4 separate regions of the Mus musculus genome follow, and regions 1, 2 and 4 are each linked to region 3. The links are chromatin contacts, called in public HiCAR-type, Micro-C and promoter capture Hi-C maps. All regions are on one chromosome and are shown on one strand. Each heading gives the region's core, a stretch centred on a gene start, on an enhancer-like site or on the middle of the called end of the contact. The rest is flanking DNA. Distances are from core to core; before and after follow the strand shown. Region 1 has its middle 120 kb from the start of Sh2d4b. Region 2 holds the start of Tspan14 (tetraspanin 14). Region 3 holds the start of Nrg3 (neuregulin 3). Region 4 holds the start of Prxl2a (peroxiredoxin like 2A).

Region 1 (2,700 bases), core at 21-2,520, 1.3 Mb before region 3:
CCCTGGCTGTCCTGGAACTCACTTTGTAGACCAGGCTGGCCTTGAACTCAGAAATCTGCCTGCCTCTGCCTTCTGAGTGCAGGGATTAAAGGCATGTGCCACCACTGTCTGGCATGTGCAATGGTATTTTGCTGACATGAATGTCTGTGTGAGGATGATGAATCCCCTGGAACGGGAGTTACAGACAGTTGTGAGCTGCCATGTGAATGCTGGGAATTGAACCTGGGTCCTCTGAAAGAGGAGCCAGTCCTCTTATCTACTGAGCCATCTCTCCAGCCCTAATTTTTTTCTTAACTGTTTAGTTTCATGTGAAAACTGCCTTGTCAACCTGACAGCTCATTCAAAGGATTGTGTAGGTCTTTCCACAATCTATTGCAAATAAATGTCTCTGTTGATATTTTGGTAAAGATCCAACAGCAGACAGGAGGAATGTCAAGGTTGTTTTCCAAATGGCAGCTGCAGGCAGTAGAGATGGACATCTTACCCATATCTATAGCTGCTAATGATAATGCAGAACCCGATATTTCCACAGTGTGCAAGGCACACACCATATATGGAGCTCATAATAACCCGAGAGTTCAGGTTCATGATAATTAATTGGTTTTGGCTAATGATACATTGTCTGGGACCAACTGGCTGTTAGGAGTATAGAGTGTGTCTTCAATAATCCTATATGATGTTTCGTTTGGGGGTCTCTGAGGCAGATGTCACAACTCCTGTTTTGTAGGTGAGGAAACAAAGATCCACAAAGGTTGATCCAAATGCCCCTGGTGAAAAAAAATCAATTAGAAAAACACATGCCACTTTGTGGATTCAGCTGTTTTTTCCAAAAGCCTGACTCTTCCAAGGGCAAGTGGCACACTGATAACAAGCCCAGAGAGGGGACCTCCCCCTGCCCCCAGAGTGACTAGGGTGAGTCAGAGGAGAAAAAAAATGGGACCAGAAACAGTTGAGTTTCCTAATGTGCAAAAGTGACTATCTTAAGGTTCTAAACCAAGCACGATATCTTCTGCTTGCCCATGCAAGGAGGGAAATGGGGTATTGAAACAGTGTTACTGCTATACAAAGGCAGGCGTTTGGAGTGATTGTACTGTGAATACCTGGCAGCTCAGTAGTGAAATTGCAGCTAATTAATTTTGCCTGACTGTATGAAATCCTCTTCCCTCCTAATCCTCTCTTCGCTCTTTGCCAGATGAATGGGGTGGGGGCTGTGGATAGAAATGACATCTGTTACTTTTGAAGTAGCTTCTCTGTGTGGCTGCTTGGCATGTACCCCACAGTCCACCCCAGGTTTCCAAGCATCAGCATTTGCTTCATATGCAGCCTGGGTGGAAAGTGAGCTGGAGGCTCGTTCATTTCTAACAGAACTCCAGAGAGCTGAAAACAAAGGGTCTGCAGGAGAAAGGATATGGGAGTTTAAGAGTCTTGCTGTGCAGATTTAATGGAGAAATTCAGGGACTTTCCTTAGAACTGGAAAGGTTTTAAGAAGCCATCTATTCTATTTTATTTTGATGCTTTCTTATAAAAAGAGGCAATATTTTATTCAGTTTATACAGAGCCCTGGAAGCTGAACCTGGAAAAGAGATCTTGGGCAAGGACCCATGGGGCTCTTGCCCAGCTCTTGTTAAGAACTTGCAGTTAACTTCTGAGAATGACTTGTGCCTATAGCAAGGGGGCATAGCATTCTTTTCAAGCTATTTAAACTCAAACTGACCCACCGGATGCTCTGACTCATGGAGGAACTCCTGTTGGTTTAACGCTGGGATCTCAGCCTTAATTGTTGCTTGTACTCAGATCACAAGGCTTTCAAGGAAAGCGCTTATACCTTCTAAGCCATCTCAATTGCCCTCCCCCTATAGCATGAGTGCAACAGAAACTACATCTTTGGTTTCTGCCCTGGCCTCTTAGTACAGGCTTTTAGAATCAATACCATTCCATAATTTGAGTAATTTGAGTGAAAAAAATATTTAATATAGTAAGTCCCAGTCAGACATCACTAATGCTAATGAGGTGACACTTAATGGGTCTTGATGGCTCCAGGAAAGAGTAGTTGTCACAGAAACAAGTCATATGACTATAGGGTTGGGAAGTTCAGCTCCACTTTTTTTTTTAATTAGATATTTTCTTTATTTACATTTCGAATGCTATCCTGAAAGTTCCCTATACCCTCCCCCTGCCCTGCTCCCCTACCCACCCACTCCCACTTCTTGGCACTGGCATTGGGGCATATAAAGTTTGAAGACCAGGGGGCCTCTCTTCCCAATGATGGCCTACTAGGTCGTCTTCTGCTACAAATGCAGCTAGAGACACAAGCTCTGCGGGTACTGGTTAGTTCACATTGTTGTTCTTCCTACAGGGTTGCAGACCCCTTCAGCTCCTTGGGTACTTTATCTAGCTCCTCCATTGGGGACCCTGTGTTCCATCCAATAGCTGACTGTGAGCATCCACTTCTGTGTTTGCCAGGCACTGGCATAGTCTCCCAAGAGAGAGCTATATCAGGGTCCTTTCAGCAAAATCTTGCTGGCATATGCAATAGTGTCTGGGTTTGGTGGCTGATTATGGAATGGACCCCTGGGTGGGGTAGTCTCTGGATGGTCCATCCTTTCACCTTAGCGCCAAACTTTGTCTTTGTAGCTCCTTCCATGGGTATTTTGTTCCATATTCTAAGAAAGAATGAAGTATCCACTTCTTGGTCTTCCT
Region 2 (2,700 bases), core at 111-2,610, 1.5 Mb before region 3:
CTCAGCATTGATTTCATCTTGAAATGATTTGTCTTTTCTACTAAACAGTAACTATGTGGAGGGAGAGGTTTCAGGCTGCTGCACTCCCCAGGATAATTCAAGACCTGGTGCCCACACATCAGACACCCAATCATGCATTTTGGTTAGTTAGAGGTGACAATATGGACAGGTTTCCTTGCCAGAGAGGTCCTTGAGCTATCTGGCATATTCTAGAAACAGGCTACATCCCCATTGTTAAATAACCACAACTAGCAGCAGAAAGGTACATTCTATTTCCAGATTTTCTTTTTCTCTTTACAATGAACTTAACCTGTTGGCTGCGTGTGTTAAAAACATAGCCCCAGTCTTATGCCACTTTTGTATAGCCCAAGAGGAGCAGATCTGTCCCTCAGCTCCCGCAAATCTACACGAGTTTACCAAGCAGGACAAGGTTATGCTTTGCTCTATTGACAAGCAGATCTAGGCTGGGACGAGATCGGCCTTTTTATCACAGCAGTGTGGACAGCACTGTAAATCTATCTGCCTGTCCTGTGACCTTCCACTTCCAAGAATCAGCCCAGCCATCTCCTCAGCATAAAGGTGATGAGCAAATCTCAGCAGGACATCCAAAGGAAGCTTGGTATTTTTAGCACCGAGACTGGAAGGAGCGAGTGTTTACGGCTCAGCTGTAAAGAAATCTCAACCACCGTTTCTAGAAAACTACCCGCACACACTGGCTCCCAAGGCTGGGCAGGAATGCCTTCCATCTTAAAACCAGCCATTTCACCAATCTTCTTCCACCTCTCAGCCACCTCGAGCATCCCTTGACACAGGCATCTTGTAACTCGCATTTCTCCCTGGCTCGGCTCCCGCCGGGTTAAGAGCTAATACCAGAGGAGCATTTGCGCGGCGTAACTTGGCCGAGCGCTCAACTCTGCGGCCACAAGCGATCGACTTCGCCAGCGTCCGGGAGCCACAGAGAGGGCGGAACCGGGTAAATCCCGTTTGGGGCACCGCCCAGAGCCGGACAAAGGGGCGGGTCAGCGATCCGCCTCATTACCTATGGATGACCATTTGTAGGGCGGGGTGCACGGTAGGGGGTGGAGCACGGCGACCCGGGGGCGGAACACAGGCGGGGCGTAGAGAAGGCGTGGTGATCAATGTGGGAGGGGCAATCAGCGGTGGGATGTGGGCTGATAGCACAGTGGGGCGGAGCGAGCGGTGAGAGCCAGGCCTGGGTGGGGGGGAGGAGCGAAAGATGGGGCGGTTCCTGCATGGGGAGGAGCAAAGAGCGGGGGCGGGGCTTGGGTGCGCCAGACGCACTGGGCGGCTGAGCGGTGCGAGGAAGCGGCGCCTCTTTTTTCGCCGCGGCCCCGCCCCTCCGCGCCCCGCCCCCGCCGCTCGGACGGCCCGAGTCGCGCCCTCCCGCTCGGAGCTGCTGAACTTGCTCTAACTTCCTCGGCCAACCGGGCCGTGCTGCCGCCGCTGCTGCCGCGCCCGGGTAAGTAGAACGCGTGGCCTCGCTGAAGCGTCGGGCCTGTCTTTATTGTCTCGGGCCGGCCCTCGTGAGCGTCCTCTCGGGACAGCGGCTGCTCCCCGCGTTCCTGCTCGGCCCCTGGACTCCCTTGGCTGGCGGGGGCGGCCCCGCGGGTGGCGCGGGCTTTGTCTGCTGAGACCGCCCGCGAGCTCTGGAGGCCGCGGCCGGGACCCCGCTGAGCCGAACTGGGGCGCTGTATCGAGTGGGAGGCGCGGCGGGCTACCCGGAAGGTGTGTCTGCTCCCGGCTGCTGCCTGGGCTCTGTCGGTCCTCACCTGCGAACCCAGCGGAAGGCTCTTTATTCAGCTCCGGTCCCGGATGAGGGGACGGTCGCCCAGCCCCCACCCACCCTGAATGTGCACGCTGTCGCGGGGTCCCACGCTGTCCGGCAAGAGTTTAAGGAGGTGGCGATCCTGGCTTCTCGGTGCTAGTCGCTAAAGGCTGTGTTTGGGAGCAGAGCCCGACCCCTGACCTAGCCCGAGGTTTGGCCAAGTTGTGATTCTGGCTCAGCCTAGGTTGGAGCTCCTGTATTCCCTTCCCTCCCGGGCGTGCAGTGCAGAGGGTGGGCAGAGTGCACATTTGGGGACTTCGGCCCCTGAACCACTGAAACTCCTGTCTGGAGGACTGAAACTTGGTCTCCAGTGAGAGGCAGTCAGAATCCTCAGAACTCAGTGTCTTCAGCCAGTGCCTGCCCGGAGCTGGTTGCAGAGCCACGGTGACTGTATCAGGACACTGGTGTTCTGGGACATCGAGATGTGTTGGGCAGCGTGTGCAGGACGCTGGGCTGGAGCCTGTAGCAGGTGTGATCTCAGCTCTCTAGGTGGTCACCCCAACGGACTGGTGGATTTAGGTCAGTTGCCTGCCAAATCCTACACAGTTGTGGCTGTCAAGGGACAGTTTCCACACAGCCCCTTGGCTTCTGAGTAGAAGTTGGTGCCTGCTGAGTGCTTCCTTATTTATGAAAGGAAATCTGGGGCCCCACATTCTAACAGCTCAGAGGTTGCTGGAGACACCCTTTCTCTCAAAACTCCTCCTGGGCCCTAAAACCCTTAGAATGAAGCCCAGACTTCTGCTCTCTGGCTCCTCCCTTAGCTGTCCCCAAGTCTTTTTTTTTTTTTTTTTTTTTTTTTTTTTTTGGTGTCAGGGTCTTGTGTAACCCAGGGTTGCCTTGAATTCATGATTCTT
Region 3 (2,700 bases), core at 120-2,619:
ATGTATATCATGGTAGCCCTGGCTCTTGCCCGTTTCCTGTCTGTGCTATACCTGGTCCTCAGGGAGGTACCACAGTGTACCCGAGATTGGAAATACTCTGATCTCCCTCTACCAAAAGGAAGAAACCGGCTATGAAATTTAAGAGACTAGCCAGCATCTTTTCTCATCTTCGCCTCTCGCCTTGTTTCCCAGGGCGTACCTACATTTAAAGATAATACTTTTTAAAAGGTAAGTTAATGGCTTCGAGATCTGATCACAGAAAGGTCGTCTGCTTCAGCAGCAGCTCTCAGCAACTCCAAAGCAAAGGTGGTTCTCTGTCCAGCCGCACCGCGGCGGGGCAGGGGAGCTCAGAGGCGCCCTCCCACCTAACACGCCCGTGCGCATTCTCCCAGCAGCTTCAGTGTCTGACCCCGCAGGATCCACACCAGAGACCTGTTCACGGCTGCTCCACAGAGCTCCTAGTGCCGTACTTCTCCAACGGGGGTCCGCTTGGATCATTTATTTATCTAGCACACAGTAAGACAGCACCATTAGGTGTTGGTGGGAGGCGCAACTCTGCCCGAATCCCACCCTGTCCGCGGCGACTCTACACACAAACACACACACACATACACCCGAAGCCGCCTGGTTGAGTGCAAGAAAACGCTTGGAGCAGCGGTCACGACGTCCGGGACCCCTGTCGCTATCTCCCATTTTTGCTAGCCCGGGTCGGCCAGGCAGCGTCACCGGAGCTGTTTGGTATCCTCTGCGTGCTGGTCGGGGTGCGCCCCGGGGTACCCCGCTCCTGAGCGGCGGGGTAGCTTGCTGGAGTTTGACTCACGGTGGCGGCGGCAGTAGCGGCGCAGAGCCGCGGGCGGCGGGAGCGAGGCGAGCCCGGTCGCTCGCCCTCCGCGCTGCTCTAGGATTGGTTTCTCCCGGAGAGCGTTGACCGAGGGTTGGCTGCGGGCCGGCTGAAGAACAGGTGCACCTCATCGCCCAGGCTCGCCGAGTAACCACCGTGCAACGCTGCGTACGGGCTGGGCGAGGGGCTGCTAGGTTGGCCCCCTGTGTCGGAATGCGGCTTGTCGGCGCCCAGCATCCAGCTACTGCTCGCCGGGGCCCCTGAGGGTGACGTGAGGATTTGAGGTGGGGACAGCGGCGGTGCGGCCGGACGCCCCAGGGAGCGGGCCGGGCGCGGCGCACCGAGGATGCCGGCGAGGCTGGAGCGCACACAGGCGGCGGGCAGCATCAGCACCAGCGGCAGCATCAGCATCAGCATCCAAGGCAGCATCAGCATCAGCATCAGCGGCAGCATCAGCACCACCGGCAGCCGAGGGACCCCGTCGCGCAGGAGGCACCTAGGCGGGCTGCAGACTCGCCCCGCCGCTCCCTGACCGGCCGGCGGCGCCCGGGCCGGTCTCGCCCCTCTACCGAGCGCCTCGCCGCCCCCTCCCCGGCCCGCGTCCCCTCCCCCGTCCTCTCCTCCCCGCCCGCCGCCCGCCTCTCGGGGGGAGGGGCGTGGGGGCAGGGAGCCGATTTGCATGCGGCCGCCGCGGCCGCTGCCTGAGCCGGAGCCCGCCGCCGCCGGAGCCCGCGCCCGCGCCCGCGCCCGGCCCGCGCGGCCCCATGCCTCTGGCGCGGCCCTCGGGGGGGCGAAGGTGAAGATCGGCTCCTAGGATGAGTGAAGGGGCGGCCGGTGCCTCGCCACCTGGTGCCGCTTCGGCAGCCGCCGCCTCAGCCGAGGAGGGCACCGCGGCGGCTGCGGCGGCGGCGGCGGCGGGCGGGGGCCCGGACGGCGGCGGAGAAGGGGCGGCCGAACCTCCCCGGGAGTTACGCTGTAGCGACTGCATCGTGTGGAACCGGCAGCAGACGTGGTTGTGCGTGGTGCCTCTGTTCATCGGCTTCATCGGCCTGGGGCTCAGCCTCATGCTGCTTAAATGGATCGTGGTAGGCTCCGTCAAGGAGTACGTGCCCACGGACCTGGTGGACTCCAAGGGAATGGGCCAGGACCCCTTCTTCCTCTCCAAGCCCAGCTCTTTCCCCAAGGCTATGGAAACCACCACAACAACCACTTCTACCACGTCCCCCGCCACCCCCTCTGCCGGCGGCGCCGCTTCTTCCAGGACGCCTAACCGGATTAGCACCCGCTTGACCACCATCACACGGGCACCCACCCGCTTCCCTGGGCACCGGGTTCCCATCCGGGCTAGCCCGCGCTCTACCACAGCACGGAACACTGCTGCCCCTCCGACGGTCCTGTCCACCACGGCCCCTTTCTTCAGTAGCAGCACGCCCGGCTCCCGACCCCCGATGCCAGGAGCCCCCAGTACGCAGGCGATGCCTTCCTGGCCCACTGCGGCGTATGCTACCTCCTCCTACCTCCACGATTCCACTCCCTCCTGGACCCTGTCACCCTTTCAGGATGCTGCTGCCGCCTCTTCCTCCTCACCCTCTTCCACCTCCTCCACTACCACCACCCCAGAAACTAGCACCAGCCCCAAATTTCGTAAGTAGACGCCTGGCCATGCCGTGCTTCACTGCCAAGTTTTTTTCTGCTCTCCAGCTTTCCTTTCTGCTGGTTGTCACTTCCCCATGCACGTTTGGGGCAGAGTGTGAGGCTATGATTAAAACTAGCCTCAAGGGGGCCAAAGGTGCGGGTCTATGCTGTGCCTGTGTGCGGAATAGGGGCATCAGGCGAACTAAGGATATCTCTGAGCTAGG
Region 4 (2,700 bases), core at 159-2,658, 1.5 Mb before region 3:
CACTGATTTCAAACCCTTGGTATCAGTAAAAATCCAGACTGATTGCAAGAGTACAGGCTTGGAATCTCAGGGCCTTGGTGGGCAGAAATAGAAGGCTCCCTGCAGCTTGCTGCCTACCAGCCTAGCTCCAGGTTCTGAGTATCAGAAGTACATCATTCCGATCTATCAGGAGGCACAAGGACTCTGCTCTTTCCCAGCTGTCAGATAACGCGTATTTGTCTCTGTTTACCATAGGGTGGAAAGTTAGTTGACTGCTGGAATAGCTAATTTTATGTCAACCTGACACAAGCTGGAGTCTGGAGAGGAGGGACTGAGAAAACGCCTTCATAAAATCAGAATGTAGGCAAGCCACCAAGCAGCACCCTTCCACAGTCTGTTTATCAGCTCTGTTGCCAGGTTTCTGCCCTGTTTGAGTTCCTACCCTACTTCCTTCAGAGATGGGCTATGATGTGGAAGTGTAAGCCAAATAAGCCCTTTCCTCTCCAATTGGTTTTTGCTCGTGGTATTTCATCATAACAATAATAACCCTAATTAGGGCAGCTCCTGACTACCTACATAACAGGAAAGCAGGGCGGGGTCTCCATCCCCATCCCCCACCCCACCCCCTTTTAACTTTTTGTCTAGGGTAACACACAGTTCTACAAGATAGTAAAATAAAAACTGTCTTACCCTCCTTAGTCTCTTGAATTTGTTATTACATAGCAAGAGTCTTGCTTCTTACAGTGAGAAACATGAGGGGAAGGTAAAGATGTACTAGGACAGCCTAGTCCTCTGGCCAGGTGTCAAGTCCCACACAGGTGGATACCCCCAATGCACACAGGACAGATGACCACTTCTGACCAGCGTGCCTGTCTGGCTGCTGTAATACTTCTTTGCAAACTGCTCTGTGATCTCTTTCTGACTGTCTCCCACTCCCCCACCTTTAACTATTCTGTGAGTTAATCCTGTTTCTTTTGACTACAGCTTTGATACGACAGTAATGAACACTTATTACAGGAGTGAGAAAAATGGGTAAAAGCCAGGCATGGCGGTGCACGCCTGTGATCCCAGCCCCTGGGGAACTGTGGCAGGAGGATGAACAATTCCAGACCAGTCTGAGCTACATTAAGCAACCAACCACGTTAGAGTATTAAGACAAGCCTGTCACAGGGTTGCTCAAAGAAGCTAGAGGAGCTGGTATTATCCTTAGAGCCAGTTCTCAGCTGGTTTTCTTCATTCTAATAACCAGCATTTGGGGGTGAAGATGGACGCTGGGACATCTACCCCACAAAGCCACGCTAGTTCCAAACTAGCTCCGTGGAAATCAGCGAGCAAAGAAGTGCCCGAAGGCGACCCAGTTCTACCCAGTCCCCAGTCTGGAGCTGCGGGGGCGTGTCTGTCACGTGAAAGTGGCGTGGTGGCGTAGGCGCTGAGCTGCGCAGGCGCGGGGAGACCTTAGTCTCACCCGCCCTCAAAACTGCACTACAACCGAGGAGGCACCTGCGTCCGCTGGCGCAGCTCAGGGGCCAGTGAGGTCCACGGAGGCGGGGTCCTTGGGGCGCAGGTGAGGATCGAGGCAGGCCAGGGACCGCGGAGACTAGATGCTGGATAGAGGATGTGACCCGATCCTCTCCAGGTACCGCTCTCCGATGTGCCCTCAGCCCACCACAGCGATCAGGACAGACTCCACGCTTGGGGCCCAGAGACCCCTGTCCCGGAATGGCGCTGGCGGCACCCAGCAGTCTGAATCGTTGGGACAGAGGACAGAAAAACTCTTGCCCACCCAGATGTTTGAATTGTTGGGACAGAGAACTGAAGGAAAAAAAAAAAAAAACAAAAACGTTTGCCCACCTCTCAGGAAGGGGCATCCACCCAACATGGGCTAGGCTGAAGGCTGCCAGGGGTGGCCGTGGCTATCCAGTTTCGGTATTGGGGTGTCCTGTGAGGAAGTCTCTGAGATACCTGCTCCTCCTTCTCTTCTAAGGGTTACAAACCTTTGCCTTAGAAAGCTCCGTTGTAAATTTCAAACCGCTGCTGAGGTGTGGTAATGAGATAATCAGAGCTCCAGGACAGCCCATCCTCCGAATTGTTAGGTTGTTGGAGTTGGTGAAAATGGCCCAAGGGAGAGCAAAGTTAAGGTCCAACCTGGCAGGGTTTGCATGGGAAGGTGACAATCCGAGTCTCGCTGCCACCGTGCCTCCAATGTTTTCACAGCCCTGTTACCTAGATTTTTGGTTTTATTTTTACTTCAACATTTCTTGTCTTGGAACTTGGTAAATGATTTATGTGAAAAGAAAATACTCATTGGATGTTTTGTTTCGAGACAGGGTTTCTCTGTGTACCTCTGGCTATCCTGGAACTCATTCTGTAGACCAGGCTGGCCCCAAACCCAGAAATCCTCCTGCTTGTCATGGAGCCCTGCTAATAGAATCTGGGTCCTCACAAGATACTCATCAGAAAATCCTTTGTTTCAAATATTTGGGGTGATCAATGAGTAATCCAGAAATAAGTAAGAATTTAACATCTCTGGCAGTCTTTGCAAAGAGCTTATAGCATCTTCAGTGATTCATCTCTGTAGAAGGTGATTAGGAAATTGTTCCCATTTTGCTAATGTGAAACATGGCTGGTCCAGGCTCATGCAACTTGGTTCTTCTCGTCCGACCTTTCCTTGGTGTCCTTCCTTATAAGGGATGGCATTTACCTGAGACCCTTTGTGTTGTC

What was found. Promoter capture Hi-C pulls out the DNA fragments that hold promoters and counts their contacts. Hi-C and Micro-C count contacts between places; a contact is called where the count stands out from the background. HiCAR-type assays count read pairs that join an accessible place to other places.
Region 1: a promoter capture Hi-C map of hippocampal neurons shows a contact between it and region 3, with 2.9 times the contacts expected there. The contact joins the enhancer-like site here to the promoter of Nrg3 in region 3. A contact is called at or near these places in 7 of 39 promoter capture datasets (the 3T3-L1 cell line, the C10 cell line, cranial neural crest and 4 more) and 2 of 115 datasets of contacts at active chromatin or transcription factors (forebrain and stem cell-derived neural progenitor cells).
Region 2: a contact with region 3 is called in a Micro-C map of embryonic stem cells, with 3 times the contacts expected there. The contact joins the promoter of Tspan14 here to the promoter of Nrg3 in region 3. A contact is called at or near these places in 5 of 39 promoter capture datasets (cranial neural crest, embryonic stem cells, frontonasal cranial neural crest and 2 more), 3 of 484 Hi-C or Micro-C datasets (cerebral cortex, cortical neurons and embryonic stem cells), 11 of 115 datasets of contacts at active chromatin or transcription factors (astrocytes, differentiating embryonic stem cells, embryonic forebrain and 7 more) and 2 of 9 other capture datasets (embryonic tail and embryonic trunk).
Region 4: a HiCAR-type map of astrocytes shows a contact between it and region 3, with 6 times the contacts expected there. The contact joins the promoter of Prxl2a here to the promoter of Nrg3 in region 3. A contact is called at or near these places in 16 of 39 promoter capture datasets (the 3T3-L1 cell line, HPC-7-derived erythroid cells, cranial neural crest and 9 more), 1 of 484 Hi-C or Micro-C datasets (embryonic stem cells) and 5 of 115 datasets of contacts at active chromatin or transcription factors (astrocytes, embryonic forebrain, embryonic stem cells and 2 more).

What each region holds. Positions count from the first base shown.
Region 1 is chr14:40,767,766-40,770,465 of GRCm38.p6, reverse strand. No RefSeq gene overlaps it. Among named protein-coding and RNA genes, the nearest start is that of Sh2d4b, 120 kb to the left of the region's middle. Within about 2 kb of position 1,270, at least 3 of the 459 cell types and tissues checked have an H3K27ac peak or open chromatin away from gene starts, as enhancers often do. A contact at or near this core is called in hippocampal neurons, where this site is marked.
Region 2 is chr14:40,965,556-40,968,255 of GRCm38.p6, reverse strand. It overlaps Tspan14 (tetraspanin 14), which reads left to right and starts at 1,360. Exons shown (of 9, transcript NM_145928.2): 1 at 1,360-1,480.
Region 3 is chr14:39,471,757-39,474,456 of GRCm38.p6, reverse strand. It overlaps Nrg3 (neuregulin 3), which reads left to right and starts at 1,369. Exons shown (of 10, transcript NM_008734.3): 1 at 1,369-2,485. The coding sequence starts at 1,657. LOC432842 (a long non-coding RNA gene) reads right to left here and starts at 2,028. Exons shown (of 1, transcript NR_131973.1): 1 at 1-2,028.
Region 4 is chr14:41,012,541-41,015,240 of GRCm38.p6, reverse strand. It overlaps Prxl2a (peroxiredoxin like 2A), which reads left to right and starts at 1,408. Exons shown (of 6, transcript NM_027464.4): 1 at 1,408-1,543.